Regions from separate parts of the Mus musculus genome. Here region 1 is linked to region 2. The links are chromatin contacts, called in public capture Hi-C maps. All regions are on one chromosome and are shown on one strand. The core of a region is the stretch at or near the end of the contact, and the rest is flanking DNA. Distances in the headings are between cores, read along the strand shown.

Region 1 (6,805 bases), core at 3,901-6,400, 260 kb after region 2:
ACTTGGGAGGCAGAGGCAGGTGGAGCTCTGTGAGTTCAAAGCCAGCTTAGTCTACAGAGTGAGATCCGTACCACACAAATAAGGGAAATAGTAAGATGACTCAGTGAGTAAAGCCACTTGCCCCCAAGCCTGATGACTGAGTTTGACCCTTGGCACTCATGTGGGGAAAAGAGAAAACCAACTCCCTCAAACTGTCTTCTGACTGCCGCATGCCCATGGTGCCCCCCTCCACCCCAGGAGCCTATACACAATAAATAAATGAATGTGATCTTTAAAAAAAAATCAAGCCGTCTCTCTCCTAAACTCACTTAATATTTTGTATGTGTATATGCTGTATGTGTGATATATGTCTCATGTGTATGTGCATGTCTCTGTGGGTGAATAGTCATGTGTGAGTGTGGGCACATAAGTACCATGGTACACGTGTGGCGATCAGAGGACAACCTTGCATGTTGAGACCCTCAACAGGGTCTCTCACTGTTCACCGATGCCAGGCCAGGCGGGCTGGCCCAGGAGCTCCTGGGGACTCCTTGTCTCTGCTACCAGTTCTCGCCACAGGCATCCCAGAGTTACAGATATACACCAAATCTGCATCTGACTCTCCATAGCTTCTGAGGATTCAAACTCTGGTCCTATGCTAGCACGACAAGTGCTTCGTCTTCTCGCCATCTCCCCAGCCCCTCAGTTCATGTTTTTATTGCTAGTATTTGATATGTTCTTTAAGCTTTTCCCACAGGTGCAATGTCACCTGTGAAACTTGGTTTTTGGTTTTTGGTTTTTTGAGACAGGGTTTCTCTGTGTAGCCTTGGCTGTCCTGGAGCTTACTTTGTAGACCATGCTGGCCTCGAACTCAGAAATCCGCCTGCCTCTGCCTCCCAAGTGCTGGGATTAAAGGCATGCGCCACCACACCCAGCTAAAAATTTGTATTTTTATATCTTCTGTTCCAGTTTGCACATTTTTCTTGCCTTATTTCATTGACTATAAAAGGACACTGAACTAATATAGTGGTGGTAGACTATTAATCTAGAGGGAGAAGCATTCTACTTCCTGCTGATAAGTGTGGTGTGGGTTGTAGGGTTTCATATGTGCTCTTCATAAAATTCCTAGTGTGCTAACCATTTTTGAACTATTAATAGGGGTTGATTTTACCAAATAAAAATTCCTGGGCTGGAGAGAGATGGCTCAGCAGGTAAGAGCACTGACTGCTCTTCCAAAGGTCCTGAGTTTAAATCCCAGCAACCACATGGTGGCTCACAACTGTCCGTAATGAGATCTGACAACCTCTTCTGGTGTGTCTGAAGACAGCTACAGTGTACTTACATATAATAATAAATAAATCTAAAAAAATTCCTACATCTCTTGAAACCATTTTTAGGCCATTCTGTTAAAATGGCAAATCTGGGATGGTGAGATGGATCAGTGGGCAAAGGCCTCAGAAATTCGCCTGCCTCTGCCTCCCAAGTGCTGGGATTAAAGGCGTGGCCATCACCGCCCAGCATCTCCAGAGGAATTTGTGGGGTTGATACACTCTATTCTCTGAGGTCTGGGGAGATTTGCCAGGCAGGCTTCCTGGTCTTAGTGCTTTCTTCATGAGTGTTTTTTTTTTTTGTTGTTGTTGTTGTTTTGTTTTGTTTGTTTTTAAGATTTATTTTATTTTATTTTATGCATGTGAGTACACTGTAGCTGTACAGATGGTTGTAAGCCTTCATGTGGTTGTTAGGAATTGAATTTTAGGACCTCTGCTCGCTCCAGTTGGCCCTGCTTGCTCTGGCCCAAAGATTTATTTATTATTATACATAAGCTATCTTCAGATGCACCAAAAGAGGGCGTCAAGTCTCATTACGGTTGTGAGCCACCATGTGGTTGCTGGGATTTGAACTCAGGGCCTTCGGAAGAGCAGTCAGTGCTCTTAGCCCGAGCCATCTCGCTAGCCCCCTTCACAAGGTTTTTAAGTCACAAATTTAATTTCTTTACTAGATGTTAGAGCTAGTCAATATTTAAATTTCTTTTTAAATCCATTCTAGTATGTCATGCTTTTTAAGGGATTGTCTGTATCAACTGAATCATTAAATTTCTGCCATAACGATGCTTTCTGATATCTTCTCACTATCATTTAAACACCTGGAGCAGCTGTACTGGTGGCCTTTTGTCACTCATCAGGGCTAGGACTTACCTTTGAACTTGTGCTCTTCTCCTTCTCTCCCCTCTGCTCTGTTCTCCAGAACCAACTTTTGGGGATGCGAGACGGGGTCTCACTGTGTAGCCATGGTTAGCCTGGAACCCACTTCGCAGGTCAGGCCAGCCTCAACTTTGTGCCTCCTGAGAGCTCAGATTATAGGCATTGCACCACCATGCTTAGCTTCCAGAACCAACTGTAGATGCTCAAGTTGTATTTTATTTTCACTTTAACTTGTAATCTTTAGTTTGAATGTTATTGGTTTTGTTTTAAGACAATGGTCTCTTTGTGTAGCCCTAGCTGGCCTAGAACTCACAGTGAACCATCCACCAGTCTCTGCCTCTTGAGTATTTGGGTTAAAGGTGTGTACCACTGCACCTGGTTTCAGTTTAAATATTTTGAAACTAATTCTTTCCTTTTTTTTTTTTTTTTTTTTTTTTTGGTTTTTCGAGACAGGGTTTCTCTGTGTAGCCCTGGCTGTCCTGGAACTCACTCTGTAGACCAGGCTGGCCTCGAACTCAGAAATCCGCCTGCTCCCAAGTGCTGGGATTAAAGGTGTGCGCCACCACTGCCCGGCACCAAATCAATTCTTAAAACTCAAGTCATGAACTTGACTAGGTAGGGGCCAGTTCCCAGCTTCTTGGGAGATATTTTTCTTTAATCTCACTTAAGCCCAAGCCTGAGACAGATAGATCTGGCTCTGGGTGGCATGAGTTGCTCTGAGCATCTACCCTTTGGCAACGTCATACTGTTCTCGAGTCCGTATTTCACAGACTTGGTGTTACCCCATGCTTTAGTCAGGGTCTGATCGCTGTGAAGAGACACCATGACCGCAGCAACTCTTACAAAGGAAAACATTTAGCTGGGGCTGGTTTACAGTTTCAGAGGTTTAGTCTATTCTCATCATGGTGGAAAGCCTGGCAGTGTGCAGGAGATGCCAACAGCTCTATATCTTGATCTGCAGGCAGCAGCAGGAGACTGTGTGCCACACTGGACGTGGCTTGAGCATATGGGACCTCAAAGCCTGCCTCCATGGTGACATACTTCCTCTAACAAGGCCTCGCCTCCTAATAACGCCACTCCCTATGAGCCAAGCATGCAAACACATGAATCTGTGGGGGCCGTAGCCATCCAACCCCCTCTCCCCAGCATAATGTTCTCAGCCTCAGCGTGGCACTTCTTTGGGGGCTCAGGTTCCTTCTTTGTTTCTGGCATGCATGGTAGTTTAAATTCTTTCTGTATAATCTTGAAACATTTTTCGAAGATTTATTTTAGCTGGGCATAGTGTTAGTGGTGCAGGTGTTTAATCCCAGTACTTGTTTGGCAGAGGCAAGCAGATCAGAGTTCAAGTCCAGCCTGGTCTACATAATAAGTTTCAGGGAAGCCAGATCTACACAGTGAGACCTTGTCTTGAAAAGAAAAGAAGAGAAAAGAAAAGAAAAGGAACGGAAAGGAAAGGGAAGAAAAGAAAAGAAAAGAAAAGAAAAGAAAAGAAAAGAAAAGAAGAAACAAAACTAAAAGGAAAGAGAAGACAAAAGAAAATTCAGTTTATTTTATTTTTAACTGTTTGTGTGTCCACAAGAGTGCAGGTACCAAGGAGGCCAGAGGAGGGGGTCAGATCTGGAGCTGGAGTTGCAGGTAGCTGTGAGCAATGTACAGTGTGGGTGCTGGGATCTAAACCACACAGGTCTTCTGAAGGAACAGTCAGTGCTTTTAACCCAGTCATCTCTTTCGACCTCTAGAGTTTGTTGTTGTTTTTTAATCTAGCTCTCTCTCTCTCTCTCTCTCTCTGTGTGTGTGTGTGTGTGTTTCCCACCTTTGACTTTTTGCATAGACCACGCCCTCTGTCTGGAATGTTTCCACTCCAACCTGGGGGGGGGCGGGGAGCGGGGATGCCCTTCATCCCCTTTGTTCTTGAACTTTGTGTTTCATTTTCATTTTGGTCGAGCTTGGCTGGATTTTGGGTTTGGTCTTTGCGTGGAGTCCAAGCTGGTCTTGAATTGGCTTCGTAGCTGATCTTGATCCTCTTGCCTTGATTCCCCAAGCAAGGATTACAGGAATGTCAGCACTACTGGGTCCTTTTTTACTCTTTTCCTTAGATATTGCCTTCTCAAGACATTCTGCCTGATTAGCCCCCAGCGCCTCTACTTGTTTGTTTGTTTTTGAGACGAGGTTCTCTGTGTAGCCCTGGCTGTTCAGGAACTTGCTCTGTAGACCAGGTTGACCTCGAACTCCGAGATCTGCCTGCCTCTGCCTCCCCAGTGCTGGAATTAAAGCATGCGTGGGTCATCATGCCCGACTAAGCTTGCCATTCCTTAAAGAGTTCAGTGATTTTCCAGGCTGACTCCTGGCTCTCCATCAGTAATCCTGTCCACTCCTTGCCTTCAGTCATTGTCTCTCCGGCCTAGCCGCTCCCTCACTGTGCATTTTCCTGGCATTGTCTTAAGGGCTCTGGATCATGAGGAGACTCCTTGGGACCAGAAGAAAAGCCTTGGCCTTAAAGGTGGAATTCTAGCTTCCTCACATCACCCTGAGCCTCACCCCTGCTCCGTGGCCCGCTTCCCACAGCCTTACCCCTCTCGGTAGCCCTCCCCATCTCTATGGCCTCACATTCTCAACAGGGTCTCCTTCTCCAAGCCTCGTACTCCTGGCAAAGCAGCACCTGCTCGCACCCTGACTGTTCTGAGCCTCAGACTGGCTCAGCTCTGCTTCTGAGATGAAGGCCGAGCCCTTAGCCTGCAGCTGAGGGTCTTCCCAGAGCAAAACTACAGCCCGGGTCCTCTGCCACTGTCTGTGGAGATGCACGGGGACAACCTCTGGCCCATGCCAGCCCCTGTCAGCAACTCTTTCCTTGTCTCCCTGCCTGCTCCAGACCCAGCAGAAAGACCTGTCGTGCTGAGTGTATCCTGTAGCCCTCCAATATGAAAGAGCAGACGGAAGCATTAACCCAACGCGCACAGACACACCCACGTGGGTGTGACTACAGAAATCTTTGTCAGCTGACTCGGTCTCCTAGGCTTATCTGCCTCCTAATCCAAGATGTAGAGCAGTGGCACCAACCAGGGCCCCCAGAAAGGACACACAGGTTAGGGTTGTGAGGCACTTTGAAAGGGGCTCACAGGGTGCCTGCGCAAGCAGGTGGGAGCTAGATGTCCCTCTGTAGATGTCTGTGTGTTACCCTGGTGACAATGGCTTTAGGGCTAGCTTGAGAGTGTTGGGGCTGGAGAGGGCCTGTGGCACGTCTCTCTCCCTTTTACTTCTCCCTTGCCATGGGAGGGCCAATGGCTTCCCACATACCCACCCACCCCCAGCAAGGTTCTGTGTTGGTCTGGGAATGGCAATTCAAACAAGTGCTCTCTGCCCATTGGAGACAGAGTCTGTCTCTGCCTGAGACAGACTCCAGCCTCGGCTACTTTATGTGCGAAGTCACTTTTTTGGACCTCAGTTTTTTACTTGGAAAATGAGTTTGTGAATCCAGCAGGGGCCTTGGGAGAAGCAGCTGAAATGACTGTCTGGGGTCTTTCTTACTGCTCATGGGAAATCAATAGGCCCTCACGCTCCCCACTCCCCACCATGTGACTGCTCAAGGCAGGTGACATCCCACCCCTCCCCAAGACAGGGTCTCAGGTAGGCCAGGCTAGACTCGAACTCACTGATCCTTTGGCCTCACCTCCTTAGTCCTGGGATTTTGGGTGTGTTCTACTGTTCCTAGTTTATATGGTGCTTGGATTTGAACCCAGAGTTTCATGAATGCAAGGCAAACACTCTACCAACTGAGCTGTTAATGTATCTGCAGCCCGAGGCAACTTAGTCTTATTTTAAACTGAGACTTTTAAACTTCTCCCATTGCTGCTGGTCTGGGTCTTACATACAATCTGGCCCACGGAGACGTTTGGAATTGCACCAAGGAAAGGAAGGAGCTGGGGAGGCTGCTCATATCCTGGTCAGGACATTAGGATTTGGGGTGAGAATGGTCTTCATAGACCCAAACATGTCTCTGCCTTTGAATCCTACAGATCCATGTGTCTTGGTATGGGGACGGGGACTGCAGGGCTTCAAGGCTTGCTCCAACTGTTAGGTGGTCTGGCCCCTAGCTCAAAAAGTGCATAAAGGCCAGGCTGGCACACAGTAGGTGCTCAGAGTACAGGACTCAACCTCTCCTGCTGCTTCCCTCTCTCCTCCCATGTTCCCTTTCTTCTGTGAGAGAGATGTCTCCAAGGAAACAGTAGGAATTATTTTAAGAAAAGAGCCGAGGCCTTGGGTGGGAGCAGATGGTGGCTTGGGCCTTGGGGAGGCAGAGGCAGGCTGTGCTGGCCCCTGGAGGAGGCAAGGAGACCCAGGTTGCCTCCCTCCAACTCCCATCCCAGAAAGCTTCAGGGCAGGACCTGGAGGCACATCTGTATCAGAGAGCAGAGGCAGAAAATGTTTTCAGCAACCCAAAGAACAATGTGTGGCCTTGTCCGTGTGTTTGCCTCCCCCACCCCCCGGTGGCCCTGAAGACATGCCAGCCTTTAGCCCTGTGGCCTCTGAGTGACCTGGAGGCCCAGTGGCCAGGGATGGGACAGGAAACAGGTTGGATTGAGGCTTGAGTCCTGAGCTCAGGACAGCAGGTGTTCCTGTGCTGAGCA
Region 2 (7,402 bases), core at 3,559-6,058:
TTGATGTTCAGTGCTGACTAAATGAAGCTGTACTGGAGGGCGGCATCTAGCCCTGTGTCTGGCCTGGACGGTAGCATCACTGAGTGCATGGAGCCTGAAAATGGGTAGAGAGGGTGTCTGGGAGGAGTGGAAACAGTGGGGAAAGGGGTCTCACACCAAACCTCAGCTCCTAGGCTCACTAAGAGGAAAGTTCCATGGACTAATTACGTTTAGTGGAGCTTATTCTGAGAATCACAGCCAGTGGCACAGAGACACTGAGAGGACATGAAGGAGAAGTTGGTTGCTACAGCCGAGTTAACGGTGTGCTATGGTTTGGCTGGTTAGTAGTTCAGCAGCTTGAGTGTATAGAAGGTTCACCAGCCTCAGCTCCATGCTGCGACTGGATCAGTTGTTCCTGAGCCCAGGACATGGGCCCAGCCCAAATCCACAGCCTCAGGTCTAAGGCAACTCGGGGTAAGGCTTTAACTCTTGGGTTTTAGTCTCTTGCTTCATGAAATGGGGTGGTGAGAGCTCTCTTCCAAGATGTAATGATGGGATGAAGTGATAGAGGGGAGGGCCCGGTACATGGCACATAGTAGGATGCTCTTCTGGGATGTTCTTCTTCCTCCTCTCTAGACAGCCCTCTGGGGTCAGGGTATGGCCCTGTATGACCTGTTCCTATGTCTTGCTCAGAAATGAACTCAGCATGTTTGATGCCCATGTAAACTTGAGTTAACCAGCTCAGCCAACCTGGGTCCATTGAGTTTTGAGCCCATCACATGTTAGCACTAAGGGAAATGTGTCACTGTTAGCAGCCCCTTGGAGCCAACAACCAGAGAGACACAGCTTCTGACTCAAGGTCCAAGAGGTTAGGGGAAGAGATGGCCTCTTTGGAGTGGACCTTTAAACAACTCCAAAAGACTCCAGACATCTTGACTTTCCTCGGGATCAGAGCAAAATGATTGAAGTTCACAGGCCTGAGGCTGCTAGAGGATGGTTTAAGCTCCAAGACCAGAGGCAGGGCAGGACCGAGTAGCCAGTGCACTGAAGTAAGAAACCTCACCTGAGCTGACATTCCTTGGCATGGGGTGAGCTTGTCAAGCTGGAGCTGTAAAGAGTAGCAGAGGAGATTTGGAAGAAGATTCCTGGATATAGAATCAGAGTGGGGTACTGCGCAACCCCAGAGTTTGAGCAGCAACAAGGAGGGGCCCTCAGCTGAAGAGGAGGCCTTGAAGAAATGGGTGACCACAGACTGGGTGAGGTACCTGCATGTGTCCTGGCAAAATCTTACACCCCAGGCATTTTCCCAAGAGCCAAAGTTCTAATAGGCTTCTCTCTCCCCCAGGAACTTGGACATATTCCAGTCTTGGTCTGAAGAGAAGCTCTGGAAGCTGGTGGCCTTGGGGAGGATAGAGAGGTTCTCATACGGACAGATGGTGTCTAAAGACTTTATGAATTCGGCATTCATCACATTTATCTGCCAGGTGAGGTCTGATCTGGGAGCAAAGCTGGGAAGAGCAGGTCTCATCTAAAGCCCTCGGGCCAGGCAGACATATTTGAGCCTGTTCTGCAGTATACACAGCACGTGTATTTTTCTGACCTTCCTTGTTCTGGCTTCATGCCTCCGGGGCAAAGCACAGAGAGCGTGTCTCAGTGGGTCACTGTGCCTCAGAGGGTCACTGTGTCTCAGTGGGTCACTGTGCCTCAGTGGGTCGGGATGTACAGTGCACCCCTGTTAGTGGAGGTGGGGATGGGAGTGCATTTCGAATGTTGGAAAATGAGCGTAGGACCTAACTCTATGAACTACATCTTTTGCTGCATACACCCCTATAATTCAGCTTCATAACTTAGACACAGCAGGAGACTAAGTCATCATAAAGCAGCTGTTAAATACGGAAGAACCATATCCTCACCTTTTTTTTTCTAATAGCCTAAGATGAAATTTATAGAAATTGTATTTCTATCACAAAATAAACCACAATTTGTGTGTTCTGGGGCCACTGTGAGGTAAAACAGTCACCTGATGTTTGCACAGTGGAGCTGTTAACTGAGGGATTTAACAGGCCTCCCAGGTAGACGGTGCATATGCCATGGACACACTGGTCATGGCTCATGTCCCAGGCATGACAGAAAAGGGTGGCAAGAAATAGATTCGTGGTACTCAGAAAGGTGCACAACTTCAGGCTTACGATCTGTGCGCTTCTAAAGCTTCCCAGTTAATATTCACACTTAGGAAGACTATGGGTAGCTATAACCACAGATGAGTTCGTTTAGGTTTCACAACTCCCGTCTCATTTTGGCCTCACACTAGCCTCCCAGAGGTTGGTAGGGCACTCGCTCTCTTCTGACAGAGAATAACCAAGGTACAAGAATATGGCTGTCTACGGTCATGGAGTGGAAGGGAGGGGGCAAGGTTCAACCCAGCTCTGTCTGACTCCAAAGCTCTTCTAGAGAACTGGGACTGAAGTTGACCGGCCAGTTCCTTACACTGCACATCACCAAAGACATTTGGTGCATTTTGGCCAACCTTATGCTGGTCCAGGGTATGAACGGAGGCAAAGATGGGGAAGGCTCATTTTCTCCGTCTCGTCCACTGGACCTGCAGCATAGTCAAAGCTGACAATGCCAAGTGCCAGGGATATTTATAAGTGGTTTCCAGGGACTGGGAGGACTGCTGCAAGGCTGGAGGCTTTGAAGGAACTTCCTGAAGGAGCCGAGAGGAAGATGAGACCCGTAGATCCAAGGTATACACAGGACTGACATGCTCTGGAATTGGCTTGTGTGGGCATCCCCAGCTGAGTGTTACATATCAGCCATTTTATGAGTTGGTAACACAATACTTTTTTTTGTTGTTTAACTTATAACTTTGTTGATAATAATCACATGTAAAGATATTTTAGAACACTCATATAGGAGACACGGGATAACAATGGGAGCTCTTTGGGATTCATGTAACTCCTGCAGGCAACTCTAGAGGCTTTCTCAGTCAAGAGCAGAGGCCCAAAACTGGCCAGATTCATTTTGTGGAACCAACCGCACGCCGTGCACTGACTTCCTGTCCGAGCCTTGAGTTTACTGTGGAAGATAGTGACAGAGAGCCTCAGTATGCTGCAGTGCCACAACATGAAACCAACCCATTTGTCGTCCTCAAGCAGACAGTGTCACCGCAGGATAGGGGACCAAGTGCGGTTGCTTGCCTCTGGGAGGAGTGCTCCCTGAGCCTGCCTTTGGAGCAGGAAAAGACATAAAAGCTCATCTCAATGGGGACTAGAAAATCAGGATGAGGGAGGGTGAGACCCCCAGGAGCTCACTGTAAATTGGAAGTATAACTGGATCGCAACTGACACTTCCTCCCCCACTCCCCTCCGCTTCTGAGCTGCAGCCATGATGTAACAACAGACAGATTTGGGAAAGGGACTCCAGAAAACATTTCCATTCCGTTGTGACTTCACAAACATCAAATGGAAATGACAGAGACCCCTCCCACCAGTGGAGTGATTAAGAAAAGGGCGGGACAGGACACTTAATGAATACTAATTAAATGCATACTATTTCAAGTGTCTGCTGCATACCAAGTGGTCATCCTCTGAAGACCCGGTAGGAAAACGCTTGCTCGACAGGGCAGAGAGTGTGAGAGGAGACAAATGAACCAGATCTTTTGGAGATCAATAGGGGGAGGTCAAAACAGGCCGGTGGGCCGGGTGTGGTGGCGCACGCCTTTAATCCCAGCACTCCGAAGGCAGAGGCAGGCGGATTTCTGAGTTTGAGGCCAGCCTGGTCTACAAAGTGAGTTCCAGGACAGCCAGGGCTACACAGAGAAACACTGCCTCAAAAACAAAACAAACAAACAAAAAAACCCGAAAAACAAACAAAAAACAAAAAACAAACAAACAAAAAAAAAACCAGGCCGGTGGGACAAACCAGGAATTCCTGAGCTTGGAAAGTTCTCTTGCCTAAAATCTAAAAAATGATTCGTGCCTTCAGTAACCTGGGGCCATGGTGTTCTATGAGGAAAAAATCAAATACAAAAAGGATCTTGGGGCCAGCAATATGATTCAGTGAGCAAAGGAGCTTGCCGCCAAGCCTGATGACCTGAGTTCAATCCCTGGGATTCATTGACACGGTGGATGTTGAGAACCAATCCCAAGCTGTCCTCTGGCCTCCACATCCATGCTGTGGCATGAGGCCCTCTCAAGAGGAAGCCTCATGTGAGACTGAGAGATGGCTTTTGGGATTTTTTTAAAACTCACTAGGGAATTTCTAATAAGTGTGCGTATTTTATTCAATATGAGTAGTGTTGGCACCCCCTATTTTTGTCATGCCAAGGATTGAACCACGGGTGTATTTACCACTGAGATACACCCCCATGCCCCCTTAAAAGATAGTTTATATTAATTATACATTTTCTAACATCTGCCAGTCTTATTTTGGAGACAGGGCATCTATTTGTAGCCCAAGGTGGCCTTGAACTCTTCATCCTCCTGTCTCCACTGTTGAGAATTCCTATGCCCCATGCGGGGGCCTAATGCACCCCTTATGTGGTAACATTTGTGTGCCTGGGGAAAGTGCACGTTTCTCCATTGTTAAACTTATCAGCACCACTGGGGGGAGTGTTGTTCTTCCCGGGCCAGGCCCCTCTCCCAAAGGGATTAAGGCTGGCTATCACCAGAGCAAAAGGGGATTTATCTCAGGCCTGTTAGTTAAGTAGGTAGCAGATTGGTGGAGGGCTGGAGGGGTGGGGAAAGCTGCCGAGGCAGATTCTGAACTGCAAATGCCCGATACTCAGGCGAAGGAGGAAGCCACTCTCACAGCCCTTGCCCACAGTAAACAAGCAGCTAACCAGCACTTCCCAGCCTGTGGGAACCAGCACATCCACCAGTGGGACCCAAAGAGCCCCAGCACCTTTGCTGCAAGAGCAGGAATTGAAATGATTGGCTTCCGGACTCTACAGGTTCGGGGGACTGACTATGCTAAACTTCATGTTCTCTGCCTCAGGCTTGGAAGGCTGAGGTTACAGGACCACCCAGGGCCACTGGAATGGCTTTCATTCTGTTCTCACCTCCATTATTCATCTGTAAAATGGGACCACTCACGGCCGGGCGTGGTGGCACACGCCTTTAATCTCAGGCACTCGGGAGGCAGAGGCAGGCAGAACTCTGAGTTCAGCCTGGTCTACAGAGTGAGTTTCAGGATAGCCAGGTCTACACAGAGAAACCCTGTCTGGTTAAAACAAAACAAAACAAAACAAAACAAAAACAAACAAACAAAAAATGGGACCACTCATTCAAAAAGTCTTGCAATAGTTTAATGTTCAAAATCTTTTTTTTTTTTTTAATTTTAAAGAAGGTGTGTGAGCCGGGCATGGTGGTGCACGCCTTTAATCCCAGCACTCGGGAGGCAGAGGCAGGCAGATTTCTGAGTTCGAGGCCAGCCTGGTCTATAGAGTGAGTTCCAGGACAGCCAGGGCTACACAGAGAAACCCTGCCTCGAAAAACCAAAAAAAGAAAAAAAAAAAAAAAAAAACAGAAGGTGTGTTAGAGAGATGGTTCGGCTATTAAGAACATGTACTGTTCTTATGAAGGCTACCAACCACCTGTAACTCCAGCTCCAGGGTATGTGATACATTCTTCTAGCCTCAGATGGCAACTGAATTCACACACAAACACACACACACTCACACACACACACCTTTGCACAAGTGCATCTGTGTGCAATCAAAAAATAATAAGTCTTTTAAAAAAATAACTTTTTTTAAAGCATCCTTGGTTAATGTTCATCTGCCACCCCAGGGCTTCTAAACAGGGCCCAGCCCAGCCGGCAGCCATAGTTGGGAGCTCATGAGACACAAGTTCTGTCAGGTACAGTGGCCGCTCTATGTAATCCTACCATCCGGAGGTAGACACAGGGGTTCAGCGTCATCCTTAGCTATCTAGGGAGTTGGGAGTCATCGTTGGCTATGAGACATGGCCTCAAAAAACAAAACAAAACAAAACAAAACAAAACAAAACAAAACAAAACAAAAACAAAAACAAAAAACCCCAATAAATCAGAGTCTCATCCAGGTGCAGTGGTGTATGTCTGTGCTCTTGCAGTCCAAGCACCTGAGACACTGACATCAGAAGATTGATTCAAAACTGAGGCCAGCCTGGGCTATATAGCGCATTCCAGGACACCCTCCTGGTGTTGGACAGCCTATGGGTATTGGCAAGTATCAACCTAGTGTGATATATAATAACTGTACTGTCCTAAAGCCACCCAGTTCCACCTATGCCTACCCCACCTTCCAGCCAGAATCATAGGTCTGTTTTTTTGTTTTTGTTTTTTTTTTTTTTGGTTTTGGTTTTGGGTTTTTTTTTGTTTTTGTTTTTTCTTTTCTTTTCTTTTCTTTTTTTTTGTTTTTGGAATTCTCGTTCCTTTATTTTTTGATAAACTGCTAGTAAGCTCCCATTAGAAGATCTTTAACATTATACCAAGTTGTCTTGGTCTTCTGATCATATATACACACACACATATATATATGCATCTTTTTTCAAGTAAAGAAATGTTTAACAGATGTAAACTATTTATTGAATATTTGCCACCAAATATTGTTAAATACATTATCTTGCAGCATATCACTTTCAAGTTAAAATGTCAGAAACAAACACCAATATTTACAGTTCTTGTAAGGAATGTTATATAATGACACATTAAGGCGTAAATTCTTTTGGCTTATAATTCTTAAAAGAATGATAATAGCAAAAGTGATGCAAAATCTTCAGTGTGAGATTATGATTAAGCTACATTTTACAAAAATATGGTGTAAGATGGCAATAATCCCATTCAACATCCTGGATTAGGTCCCTCGGGAGGGACTGATAATTTATACAGTCAAACTTTAAAATTTACAGATAAATGCAGTTTAATACTGCCACTGAGAAGTACATCTCTTAACATATACAACTTTCAGGCCACAGTTTTGAAGGTCTGAAGTATCAAGTTGGTTTGATGAATTAGCCGGTTGGCACTTATGAACACATTTATTGCCTTGCCATCTTTAAAATAAGTCTTTAGAGTGTCACTGAAACTTTTGGAGTATTTTACAAATTCTTTCTTTTGGTGTTCAAGTGCCCTGCGGTTCTGGTACTGATATTTTTTGAAGACATTATTCACTGTATCAAGTAGTTCTTTTATTGCACTAGCTATATCCTTGATTGTCTGCAGAAACCTCACTCTGTCATTGATCTCATCGGGAATCTTACTGAGAATCTGTTTAAGTGCCCGTGCCTTTTCATTTAGGTCCTGGAATTCTGGCTCTGGCCGCTCAATCATGTACTCTTCTACGTCATCAGCTGCCATACGAAGGAGGGACTCAGTGAAGTTAACTTCTACACTTTTTTTCTCTAATATTTTCATAATGATGTCTTGTGTGAGGCCTGGATTT

The links. Capture Hi-C pulls out chosen DNA fragments and counts their contacts.
Region 1: a capture Hi-C map of embryonic stem cells shows a contact between it and region 2, with 2.4 times the contacts expected there. The contact joins two enhancer-like sites. A contact is called at or near these places in 10 of 39 promoter capture datasets (the 3T3-L1 cell line, the C10 cell line, the HPC-7 cell line and 6 more), 1 of 115 datasets of contacts at active chromatin or transcription factors (embryonic stem cells) and 2 of 9 other capture datasets (embryonic stem cells and liver).

The regions. Positions count from the first base shown.
Region 1 is chr2:156,598,736-156,605,540 of GRCm38.p6, forward strand. No RefSeq gene overlaps it. Among named protein-coding and RNA genes, the nearest start is that of Gm14169, 11 kb to the right of the region's middle. Within about 2 kb of position 5,151, at least 5 of the 459 cell types and tissues checked have an H3K27ac peak or open chromatin away from gene starts, as enhancers often do. A contact at or near this core is called in embryonic stem cells, where this site is marked.
Region 2 is chr2:156,340,278-156,347,679 of GRCm38.p6, forward strand. Cnbd2 (cyclic nucleotide binding domain containing 2) reads left to right here. Exons shown (of 13, transcript NM_027585.2): 8 at 1,325-1,463. It also overlaps the pseudogene Gm14253. Among named protein-coding and RNA genes, the nearest start is that of Scand1, 31 kb to the left of the region's middle. Within about 2 kb of position 4,809, at least 50 of the 459 cell types and tissues checked have an H3K27ac peak or open chromatin away from gene starts, as enhancers often do. A contact at or near this core is called in embryonic stem cells, where this site is marked.